2 separate regions of the Zea mays genome follow, and region 2 is linked to region 1. Evidence: chromatin contacts called from public Hi-C data. All regions are on one chromosome and are shown on one strand. Each heading gives the region's core, a stretch centred on a gene start, on an enhancer-like site or on the middle of the called end of the contact. The rest is flanking DNA. Distances are from core to core; before and after follow the strand shown. Region 1 holds the start of LOC100281199 (chloroplast oxygen-evolving complex/thylakoid lumenal 25.6kDa protein). Region 2 holds the start of LOC103631208.

Region 1 (6,182 bases), core at 3,134-5,633:
TATTTTGCAAGTCAATATTCTAAATCCCTAAACCCTCGATATCCTTTGGTTGGCAAAGAATGTTCCATTTAGCAAGCCTATATTTCCTCTTATGGGATTCGCCTTGCCAAAAAAACCTAGATCGAAAGTAGTCTATTCTCTACAGAATTACCCTAAAGACTTCAAAAAAGACAACATAAACATAGTCAAGCTCGTAAGAACAAAAGTTAATCAACACTAGACGACCACCCACCGACATAAGTTTTTCTTTCCAACTACTTAGTTTCTTCTCAAACTTATCTTAAATGATTTTACAATCGCTATTTATAAGCTTCCTAAAATGCATAGGGATCCCAAGATATCTAAAAGGATATTCCCCACATTTGCACCCAAAGAAATTAATATATTGAACCTCAACGTCTCTGGCCTGACCAAAACAGAATAACTCACTTTTGTAATAGTCAATCCTTAGGCCTGAAACTTGCTCAAAAACACATAAAAGTTTTATGTTTCTGCTTTTTCCAAATTGTGGTCCATAAAGATCAGAGTGTCGTGAGCATATTGTAAAATGGATAGCCCGCCATCAATTAAATGGAGAATAAGACCATCATCTTTTCTCGATTAATTAAAATCTATAGCATATTTACTACAATATTGAAAAGAATTGGAGATGATGGTCTCTTTGACGTAAACGTTTTTTTGTCGAGAAATTATCCCCCACCTAATCGTTAACTTTTATCCCCACATGACCACCAGCCATCATCGAATTTATCAAGAACACCATTTGCTAGAAAAATCTTTCCCCCGTAATGTTTGTTGCACAAAAGGCCATTTCACTTTGTCATACGCCTTTTCAAGGTCTATCTTAAGAATATACAACTATCTAATCCGCTGGCGAGGGGCAAGTTGTTCCCCTCGTTCATACGCTTTCTCACAAGGAAAATGTACTTTAGTTCAGGACAATAAGATTTAGGCCCTCTTTAGAACGTGGGGATTTTAGAGAAATCATACATCAATTTTATAGAAATCAATTCATTTTAGATAAAACACAAGAAACAGAAAAAAAAATCTCTCGTTCCACGCTGAAAATCCAATTTCATGTGTTTTTAGGCGAAAACGAACTGATTTAGGCCTTGTTTGGATTTGGGGTGATTAGTCACTTTTAGTTTAAAAAAACAAACAGGGTGTACTTTAGTTCTTTTGTCATTAAAGTGCCAAGGGTGACTAAAAGAGACTAAATTAGGATTTTCACCTCACTTGCCCTCTTTTTTTTCTCCATCAGACATCCAGTAATTAATACGGATAATATAGCCATTATTTATAATAATTAATACTCTTTAGTCAGATTTAGTCACTGAAACCAAACGGGGTACTTTAGTGACTCACTAAAGTTTAGCCAAATAATTAAATAAACCAAAAGGGGCCTTAAAACAGTGAAATGACCATTTTATTTAAGGAACCTTTCCGTATTTTTTCTCTTGTTGAGAAGATTGATGGTGCACATGCAGTCATATACTCATATGCACAAGCACAAGCGTTGGTTCGAGAAAAAAATTTTGGACAGGAGAAGCAAGCAATCAGAATCAGCAAGACGGCTCCGGCATGTCTTCTCTACCGTGTCATTTCGTCAAGAAATATCCAGTTCAATTTTAATGCCCGAGCTATTTCGGTTCTCACACTTGAAAATTCACTCACCTTTTCCAAAAGTGCAAAATCTTTCGGGGGATGCCGAACCGCAGACTGCGCAATGCTGATGAAAGATGATGGCAGCACCGGAATATCCGCAAGAGTTACATGTAAATTGCTTGTCATATTCAACACTGATGATTTCATTCTAAAATCCGAAAACAGGGATTTGGACATGATAGCTTAGCCAACCTTCCACGAGTGAAAAAAGTTTTATGCTCTGGATGTCGATATTGAAGAGGAACAAATTAAATTAGGTTGAATACTAAATCAGACATGATATTAAAATAAGATGTAATTCCAATTCTATTGTTTGGATATCACTGATTTGGAGTTTAGAATTGTGTGGTCTAATTCCACACAATACCAAGTGGTGATGCTTTGTCTTGGGAGATGGAGTTTTAAGTTATAGTCCAATTCCAAAGAATTGGACGTCTGATTTCAAATCTCATTTGCACGTACCTAACAACATTGATTCTAATTCCCAATTTTATGCTCCAATATCTACATCCAAACAAGATATTATTATTATACACATAAAGTACAAACAAATGTTGCTCAAGTCTGGTAACAAACATTTCGAAATGAAACTGATCAGCATAATCCACAATCCCGGTATTTACTACTGAAAAATCTCAGCACTGCAGTTATGTAAGAAAAAGCGAATCAACGAAGGAAAAACAACACAGCAATTCAGGCACTCATATTCTATTTTCGATTTTGAAGGAATCCACAACAGTATGCAGCCTATCCTTCATCTTTTCCCACCTCCTCTCGTTTGCTCCAGTGGTCAATGTGTAAAATTTGCCTGCAGCATCCCACTCACAATTAGTAGAAAACATTAGATGGCAGTGACCAGTGACGGCATTTGGACAGTTTTTCCAGTTACCACAAGGTCCAGGGTAGTACAATATATCACATCTTACTGACGGAGACGATCACGGGTGGCAGATCATACCATTTGCAATTACAATAGCACCAAGTGCATGTCTGGTGTAGTTTGGAGCCTGAGCTGTGAACTCAAAAGTGTAGTAAGCCCTCCCATCAACATCATTCTGCATCAGAAAACACATCTTGTAATTTTAGCAACATAAGTACCAAAATATATCTTTCAAGAACAGAATAGCATGGCCAATTTGAAGAACATGATGTTCTGCAAATAACAAAAACTGATTCTAATATACAAATGGGAGAACTACTAGCTAATTTATGGTGGTATCTATATGTTTTATCTGTCATATTGCCGCCTGTACTTTCAAGTTGGTAACTGGCTACGTAATCTTTTATTAGCTCAGCATACCAGCTGAAACTTGGAAACCAGGCAACAAATTTCAATACATGTTGTAGGTGGAAACCATTCATTAGTACATTTGCTATTTTCAGAGAGTAGCTGTTCAGCTTACTGCTCAACCTAAATAAAATGGACTCAGAGAGATTCGTCAATCAGCACCAACTAAGCTCATTCCGTCTTTTATAATTCTGTCCACGTAAACCAATCGGCATGCGTGAATGAACTTATTTAAAGAACCATGCTATGTCACAAATCATCATTCCCCGATCCTCAAAGATTTGACACGCACTGGTGTCCATGAATATTAACAGGAATAGTTAGGCCAAGCATGGAAAATTGGACGGAAGGCACACCTCTTTCGCCTCAATTAACTTTGTCTTCTGTGTTGATGGTGCCAAAACCTTTTTAATCAGAGCCTCGGCAACCTGACAAACAGGAGTTAAAACATCAAAATTGGACCTTTTTCCACTAGATACCTATGGACTATCCAAGTTTATTTATGGAAAAGAGAATAGTAAACCTTATCCGGAGGACCAAGATCACGGATATCCTCCTTGCTAGTTGGAATAGAGTTGACGCTCACACTCTCGAGAGGCTCTATCACATCTTTGTACACCTTGTCTTGCCCTTGCACAGCCACTTCCTGGATAGGATAACGTGGTCAGCCTCACACACGTCAAGATAAAATACATCGCGCAGCCAGTCTCTTCAATCAACCGAGCACGGTAATACAAGAAGTGTTTGTCAGTTGTCACCTCCCATCCGAACGGGTAGAGGAAAGAGTAGCCAGCCTTCTTGTCGACGACGGGCAGGAACCCTTTCTTAGCCTCTGCTGCGACTATACCAGATCAGAAGCGCACTCAGAGGCGCAGTTTTGACCAAATAAACCATTCACACTGCAAGCTCGTCTCCCACTGACACTGAGCGGCCAGTGCACATCAAAGCGCCAGCAACGCTGCATAAAGCGAAGAGGTAAATTACTCACATGCCGCCGGATTAGGCCGGGAGAGGAACGCGGCGGCACCGGCAACCAGCACACGCCGCCGTACGGAGCAGACCGCCTCCTCTGCGTCAGGCAGGGCACACAGCAACGTCGGTAAAGCGAGACGCCATAGAGGTGCAAAGGGGAGGGAGGGAGGGAGACGCAATCCTGCTCAGGAGAAGCGGCGGCGGGGGTACCAACCGTTGTCAAGCAGCCGCGGCGGCGCGGGGCCGCAGGCGGCAGCGACGGGCGCGACGGCGCAATGCCGCTTGCGCAGCGACGGGCCACCGGCCCCAAGTCGGCGTGCGACGGCCGCTGGAGAGGAGCACGGCGCGCGGAGGCAGGCGGCGGGCACGGCCGTTGCCATGTGAGGCGTCGGGAAGGAGGATGGGGCGGAAGCGAATCGAGGCGACGAAAAGCTTGCGGACCCCGTGCGACGAGTAGGATTTCGCTCCCTTTCTGGTCCACACGACGCGCCAGCCGACCGGATGCGCGAGTTTGGAAACTGGACGGGCGGCGCCGGCGCGGGGCCTGTTCCTGTTCTCAGCAGCCACCGCGAATTTGGCCCATCACGGGGGGCGGGCTGGACAGGAGCAGGCCCATTTATGGAAGGAATCGGCCTGTTTTGTGTTTCCACACCGTATGTGACAAAAAAAAAGTAATATATGGGCTGTACTGACAAAAAGTATTGAAACAAGCCCACATGGGCAGAGAGATTATTTGGAGGGGGAGCTGATGAGGGGTACAGACAGACAGTTTCTGATGCAGTCGGCAAGTTCCATTCTAGTAACAAACAAACTAGTACCGAAAAGCTAAAATGAAAGAGAAGCATCCAAAATACTCCTAGGAGGTCGGGGTCCTGAAGAGCTCGAGGCAGTGCTCCTGGTCCAGGTTCCTGCTCCAGAACTTGGCGTAGTACTCGGCGTAGGTGTAGTCCCTGTAGACGGCGGGCGTGCCGTCGGTGAGGAGCCTGGCGGCGGGGCCGATGCGCGCGTCGTTGCAGGGGCAGAGGAACGACGCCACCGACATCCTCGGCCTGTCGGCGTTGACGACGGCGCGGTGCCACACGCTCCTGTACCTGCCGTTGCTCAGCGCCTGTGCAGGTGCAGTGCAGTAGTGGAGGCCAGGGGCAGAGAGGAGGTGAGAGGGTGGGAATAATGGGAGAGCGAGACAAGAGCACGTCACCTGCAGCTGGTCCCCGATGTTGACGACGAGCGCGCCGGGCCGCGGGTTCACGGCGATCCAGCGGCCGTCCTTGAGCACCTGCAGGCCGGCCACCTGCTGGTCCATGAGCAGGATGGTGAGCGCGTTGGGGTCCGTGTGCGCGGGCAGCCCGTACGTGAGCTCCGGCGCCGGGCACCTCGGGTAGAAGTTCACCGCCATGTGCTGCTCCTGCTCGCCCAGCGCCTCCTTGATGTACGCTCCGTCCAGGCCCAGGCCCTCGGAGATGGCGACGTACAGCCTGAACCCCAGCTCCCGGACCGCACTGCAGTACGCGCTCACGGTCCTCCTGTACGTGCGTGTGACAGTGTCAGTACCACCACACACACACACAAAGCTGTTACTCGTGATGCATGCATGCATAAATACATGCGTGTTGCATGTGTGTGTTAAAATTCGCTCCTTTAAACTTAAGAACTCTAGCACTTCAAGCGTGATGAATTTAGCCTTCTGTTTAGAGATCTAAGATTTTAAAGGAACAAGAACCACGCACGCCCTTGTCCTTTAGTACCAAGTTAGCAAGCGTGGTGTCGTCGACGTACTGTCCTCGTCCCGTCCGCCTCGTCGTCTGCACGCTTGCAGTCATTTTCTTTCATGTCATCGGGGACACGAGATCACACGTGCTATTCTATCCTAGGCTTTTCTGCACTGCATCCGAGCTGTGTGTTGCGCTCTCTCTCACTCTCATCGTCTTGTCTCTTGGTGGCCGCCGCCCCGGTTTCTTTAACTCTAGTCGGTTCCACTTCCACATCTGGTGGTACCTAGCAATATCGTTTTGGGGGCTCACTTCACCTAAATGACATTGTCATATAAATCTAATTATATAGATGGAGGCTAACTAGTAGTGGTACAGAACACTAATAAGTTAAATCCAAAACCTTAAACTGAAGGTATAAGATCTAATTTAAACAAAGATTCAAACTTGTGACGTCTGATATCATATTAAGTTTCATGCACTAGCCAACTTAATTCAAAAGCTTAAGCTTAAGTAGTTAATACACTTATACACTTCAACAAAACAGG
Region 2 (6,024 bases), core at 1,655-4,154, 510 kb after region 1:
CCTTGCTCCACTTCTTTTTACCACCTGTGCCCCACTGCCCCCGATACTGGGAAAGTTCTCTTCGTACTTTGTTTTTCTTTTGCGTCACTATATAATACTGTGTTGTGAGCCTCTCAATTTTCTGGGCATTCATTCATGCTGTTTTAGTTATACAAAAAAAAAGGCTCTATCATGCTGGAAGCTGGAACACAAGATGTGTTGAATCATTGTACACTTTGGCTGCGTTCGTAGATGCCTTTTTTTTGCAACAGAATGTGCTTAGATAGAAATATTTATGCGGAAATCTCTTTGTTCTTAATAATATATGGAGAATAAAGCTTTTATTTCTCCCCTGTCTTTATTTTCCTATTTGTGATCACTATGCCCGACCATCTGCATAAAGAGAAAATAGACACCCGGAAATTTTTGAGCGGTTCCTTTTTCACTGGCGCGTCACAGCTGAGGTTCTTTTTCTCCGCGGCCCATGGAATTGTTCGCTTTCCCTTTTTCACAGCTGGGAGAGAGCTGCCAATTCCGTGCCCCAGGCGGAATAAAATCAGCTGCATGGCGATGGCAATTCTGCTCTCCCAGCCATGAAAAGTCAACAGCTTCAAGAGGCCGGTAACGTACATGATCGGGCTACGTCTCGTATACTTTTATGTCTTTTTGTTTTGGACATTTTGAATACCTTTCGTCTGCTTTATTTTCCCTTTTCTCCTCCCATCTGCTGATGTCTTTCTTTTGTGAGCATTAATTATAGTGGTCGTTATTACATCCCTAATCTCATTCTGTTTATTGGATGGCAGCAGCTCTCCTACTCCTACCTCTCACTGCCAGTCCCCCTCCTTTCCCATATGCATTTAAAATTACTGCTAAACCCCGTTCCTTGATCAGTGACAGTGCTGTCAAGAGTTTAATTTGTGCCGCCAAACATGAAGAAGCATCTAGTGCCTAGCCTAGCAGGTTAACTTTAACTTAACCCTGCAGTTATTTTCAGTATCTTTTAAATGCAAGCCGAGAGACAGAACAACTGCACGAGTGGAACCGGAACATGAGCCTGGGACGGCGAACTGCTATGTCCGGGTGTCGTCGTTGCTACACGCTACACAGACAGTCTCCTCTACTTTGTTCCAGGGTTTCTCTAGCTTTTGTGAAAGTCGTGGACCATGCGTGTTCAGTGCTCTTGATCCTTGAACCGTATTCTCTCTGTCACCTTTGCCACCGCTAATCATGCATAGCCCAAGCCCCAAGCCTGCCACACACGTCCCGTGGCTCCATGATCTGAACGATCCAAGCCGATGCCCGAATGCTATGGCCCCAATCCGAGATTGGACAACGACGTGACATGATAAGAAAAAACATATGTGGTTCTTCCTCTTTCTCCGAGTTTCCCTTTTCACAGCCTATTTAGAACCGTAGCATTAGCTATAACTGTTTGTTACAAATTACAATGACAATGATTGGGAAAAGCCTAGCAATTCCAAGAGACTCTTTATATTTTTTTTCTAATTATTAAAAATAGGGTTCTTTTCAAAAAAAAAACTCTTCAACAACTTATTTAAATAATTATCAAAATATAGATATCTTAGAGTATCTCCTAGAGTATTTCTAAATTTCACTCTCTAAAGTATCATTTAGAGAATCATTTGCATAAAAAATATTTTCTATATCCTTTCAATCTCCAACGGCCTTTCAATGGTTGTAGTTGTTTTGGATTATAATATGTACAGATTATATAATATAGTGTAAATAATCTAGTAGGTAACAAACACCTAGATATAGGTCCAGATTATACAATCTAAAACTCATATTGTGATAATCTTATAATCTCCTTAAGAGTAGCTTATTTGAAATCATTTTTGACAAAAGACCCTGTACTCATGGTTATGTTCATAAAATTACAACCTCTGTCATTTTTTCTTCTTTCCCTAAATCACACGCACGCGGGGTATTATTGTCTTTGTGTCTCAAAAATCAATAATCTTCATTTATATAATTTGGTCATTCAAACAGCTACACATAGATTATATTTTTTGCAGATTATAACCAAGAATATATAATCTAGATTATATAATATATAAGCTAAAACAAATATGCCATATATCTTGTTTGCACGAGCCATTTATGTTTTCTATATTTGGCTAGCGAGAAACCCGGAATAGAATTTGACTATATTTAGATAACATGTTGGAGGGTATTTTTAAAATAAAAAATATTTATATAGATTAGAAGAATATGCTCTTATATTCTGGGGTTCTCGCTAGCCAAAGATAGAAAACGCGAATAACTCTTTAGTGTGTAAATAAGATAGAAAAGTTGTTGGATATAGGAAGTGATTACTTAGAGAGTAAACTTTAGAAAGACTCTTGGAGATGCTCTAAAACTGTATGTGGAGCTATAACGGTTTAGTTCATAACCGTCGAATAACGAAAAAAATTCCGCCCCCGTGATTGAGTCTAAAAATGAGACGGTTCTTAGACAGAGTGTGTAAAATAAGAGACGTGGAACTATAGATGATATTATTACTGTTCGGTTAGAGAAGTTTAAAATATAGAATAAGATAGAGAATGAAACATGAATCTGTGGAGATTAGGGCCAAAATCCATCCTTGCTATCCTCCAAAGAGGTGAAGTTGACCGGATAACACCTGAGCCTGAATAGTATTGAATACAAACCATCGTGCCTTTTGTACGTACGTATGTTTGTTTGTATCTGTCGATAATCCGTCCGCGCCCAGCGACCTGAACATCGAAACCCGAGACGAGACCTTTTTTTTTCCTTCACGGGACAAGAAAGACTCAATGAATCTGTTGCCATGACAGCGATAACAAGCGTAATAAACGGGAGGGAGGGAGGGAAAATAGAAATAGAACAAAATTGCTGGGTAAAAGAAAATAGAAGCGCGGCACGAGGACAAGGGGCAACATGGACATTGCGCCCGATGCCACAACCACAAGCCCACAGAGACGGACATTGCGGCGCGCGCCTATATCTTCGCTTTGCCCATGCCGTGCACGCCCCTCCTCAGCGCTGCCACTGCCACCGCGCCGTCTCCCGTCCCCCGTCCGCGCGCGCGCGCGCACGCACGCCGGCCAGGCCCAGGCCCAGGCCCTCATGGAGGTCGGTCCGACGCAGCAGCGCCTCGGCGACAGCTTCTCCCGCGGGTGGCTGGCGAAGCGCGGCGCGCGGGCGCCGTCACTCGAGCACCTCGTCGCCGACGCCGACCTCGGCCATTCCTTCGGCAGCTCCAGGTCGTCGTTCATCGACATGGACCCCGCCGCGCTCTTCTCCATGCGGTGGACGGCCACGGCCGCGCCGCCGCCGGAGAGCGACTTCGAGTTCGGGCTTATTATTCCCGGTGGCGTGGGCGGGGGCAGTGACCCCCCGTCCCCGGCGCTGGTCAGCGCGAGCCGCCGGGTCATCCGCGACGGCCGCCTCGTCCCCGGCGACCCGCTGTTCTGCTCGGCCCGCAGCGCGCCGGCCTCCCCGTCCCCGAGCCCGTGCTGCGGCGGGAGGGCCGCCGCCGCCGGGAGGCGCTCGTCGTGGTGGAAGATGCCGCTGCAGTACCTCCGGTTCCTCCTGCCGCTGTACCGCAAGGTGAGGGCCCTGCGGCGTCTCCCGGCGCCGAGGCGGCGGCCCCGCGTGGCGCCGGCCAGCCCGGCGCGCGCGTCCGCGTCCAGCCTCGACTGGTGCCACGGCAATGCCGACACCGCCGTCCGCGACGCCATCCTCTACTGCAAAAAGTGCAGCGTACGTCCATGGCCCCTCCACCGATGATCAGTCCGCTCCATCCTCTCCCAAGACTCCAAACTGACACTGCCGTTCCCGCACACTTTTTCAGGCCGCCGGACAACAAGACGCATAGCACACGACCTTGTCACGTGAAGTCCTCCGAGCCGTCCGTCGCCCTGTGCCGTCTCGTCACCGAGCTCTTTGTCTGCTCATCGTCTGTCCGACGTGATGGCGGTCATGGCATCGCCCTGTGCCATCTCTATACCACACCTCGCACAAAGATTACAGCGTCCGTGTATTTGAACTGCCGCGTGAATGGCTCGTGATGTACAGTTTAAAATCCAAAGTTTAAACATTAATCCGTAGAAACGAAACGGAGTCGGCCTTTTCTGCCTCACGTACCGGTGGTGGTGGCCTGGTGGGGGTGCCGGGGAGGGAAGGAATAGTAAACAGATTGCGGCAGCGACTGAAAGCGTCATTATTCCAGAAGAAATCCTCGGCTCTTTATACTGCTGACCTAGCACTCGTTTAGCACGTTGTGCTTGGCGCTCTCCGACCGTAAATTGAATTCGTTTGGTCGGCTCAACAAAAAATTCGCGTTGAACCAGGGCCATGCTTGAGATTTCAGTGACCCCGGACGAAAGTTTATATATAGACCATTTTGTCCCATATATATATATATATATATATATATATATATATATATATATATATATATATATATATATATATATATATAATAGTTATGTATATATATATATATATATATGTAATTATAAACACACATTTCGACCTATTGGGCGGCCGGCCGGCTCGACACCCCTCAGGCCTGCGTTGAACAGAGCCACACCACGCACGGGATCTGTCCGGACGAGGTTGAGAAGCAGGTGCAGGTTTAGACAGTAAACTAGCGTCCAAAGTGTGTCTCCATCTCCCATATATAATCAGAAGAAGGACGAGCCGTACTCGTTTACAAAAGGATAAAGAAAAGAAGCTGGAACCTGACCAGGAACAGCAAGCAAGATCAACAATCTCGCGCCATATATATTTGCACTCAGAAAATCTTTGACAGTCTGTGCCGTCCGAAACAAAGGCTTCTTCTTATTTCTTTTTTTTTCTCTTTCCTTCAAAATTCAGTTAGTACGTAATCAGCTTCCTCCGTACACAGGCTATAGAAATAGAATTAAGCAGGCAGGCAGATGCCGTCTGAGGGCGCCACTGGGATGCGCGATCTGGCATGCATGCTCCGACTAAGATGGCCAAACGGGCCGCCCGGCCCGGCCCGGCCCGGGCCCGGTGAAGCCCGGCCAAAAACCGGGCCGGGCCTGCTGTGCCAGCGGGCTTAATTTTCTGTCCAAGCCCGGCCCGCAGCGGGTCTAAACGGGCCGGGCCGGCCCGTTTAGCACGAAAAAACGGGCCGAAAAGCGGGCTAAACGGGCCGGTAAGCACGTTTTAGTGTAAAAAAACCGGGCTTAACGGGCTTAGAGGTAAACGGGCCGTGTCGGGCTAGCCCGCCGTGCCTAGTTTCCTGTCCAAGCCCGCCCGCTTATTCTACCGTGCCAGGTTCGGACCGGGCCCAAAAAGCGGGCTTCGTGCTGGGCTCACGGGCCTCGTGCTTTTTGGCCATCTATAGCTCCGACGCAACGCAAAGCCGGTGATCTGGCTGGGGTTCGCTCGTTTTTTCCCACCAACCGGAGAGAAATGCAAATGCTTATACTCTTCTATCAATGTTTGTATGCATTATTACGTGCTGTTGCTGTCGAATTACGTTACACGAGAATGTCGCAGAGAGAGAGAGAGAGAGAGAGAGAGAGAGAGAGAGAGAGAGAGAGAGAGAGAGAGAGAGAGAGAGAGAGAGAGAGAGACTACGTCCAACGCTGGGCGCCGTCAGCAGCATGATCTGTTCACGAAAGCAACTCCATGGATGCCATCTCCGTCTCACCTCTCCTCGCTGCATCGATCTTACTACAGATACCGTGTTGTAAGATGGCAGGCAGCGTCGCGCACGCACGCACGCATCCATGATAAAAAAAACACCCCGAGATGGATGATGATGATGATGATACGAGCATGCGCACAGACGAACGAAAGGGACGGCAATCAGCTGGAATCACAAACACGAAACACCACAAACCTAGCGAATGATACTGTTACACGCACCTAGCCAATGATACTGTTATGTACGAAATCTAGGTTTGAACTGCGGTTGTACGATGGCTTCAAAGACTCCAAAATTTTGTCTTTGTTTAGGTCAGGGGTGTAGCTATGATTTTTCTTTAGGAGTCTAGTAGGGTCTGGCCAAATCCAACAATG

Evidence for each region. A called contact is a pair of places that touch in the nucleus more often than the background predicts.
Region 2: a contact with region 1 is called in a Hi-C map of ear, with 1.6 times the contacts expected there. The contact joins the promoter of LOC103631208 here to the promoter of LOC100281199 in region 1. A contact is called at or near these places in 2 of 25 Hi-C or Micro-C datasets (bundle sheath and ear).

The regions. Positions count from the first base shown.
Region 1 is chr1:4,858,318-4,864,499 of Zm-B73-REFERENCE-NAM-5.0, forward strand. It overlaps LOC100281199 (chloroplast oxygen-evolving complex/thylakoid lumenal 25.6kDa protein), which reads right to left and starts at 4,384. Exons shown (of 7, transcript NM_001154118.2): 1 at 4,140-4,384; 2 at 3,942-4,022; 3 at 3,712-3,794; 4 at 3,477-3,599; 5 at 3,310-3,381; 6 at 2,624-2,720; 7 at 2,171-2,473. The coding sequence starts at 4,305. The coding sequence ends at 2,367.
Region 2 is chr1:5,373,272-5,379,295 of Zm-B73-REFERENCE-NAM-5.0, forward strand. LOC103631208 reads left to right here and starts at 2,905. Exons shown (of 2, transcript XM_008652169.4): 1 at 2,905-3,729; 2 at 3,821-4,365. The coding sequence starts at 2,905. The coding sequence ends at 3,844.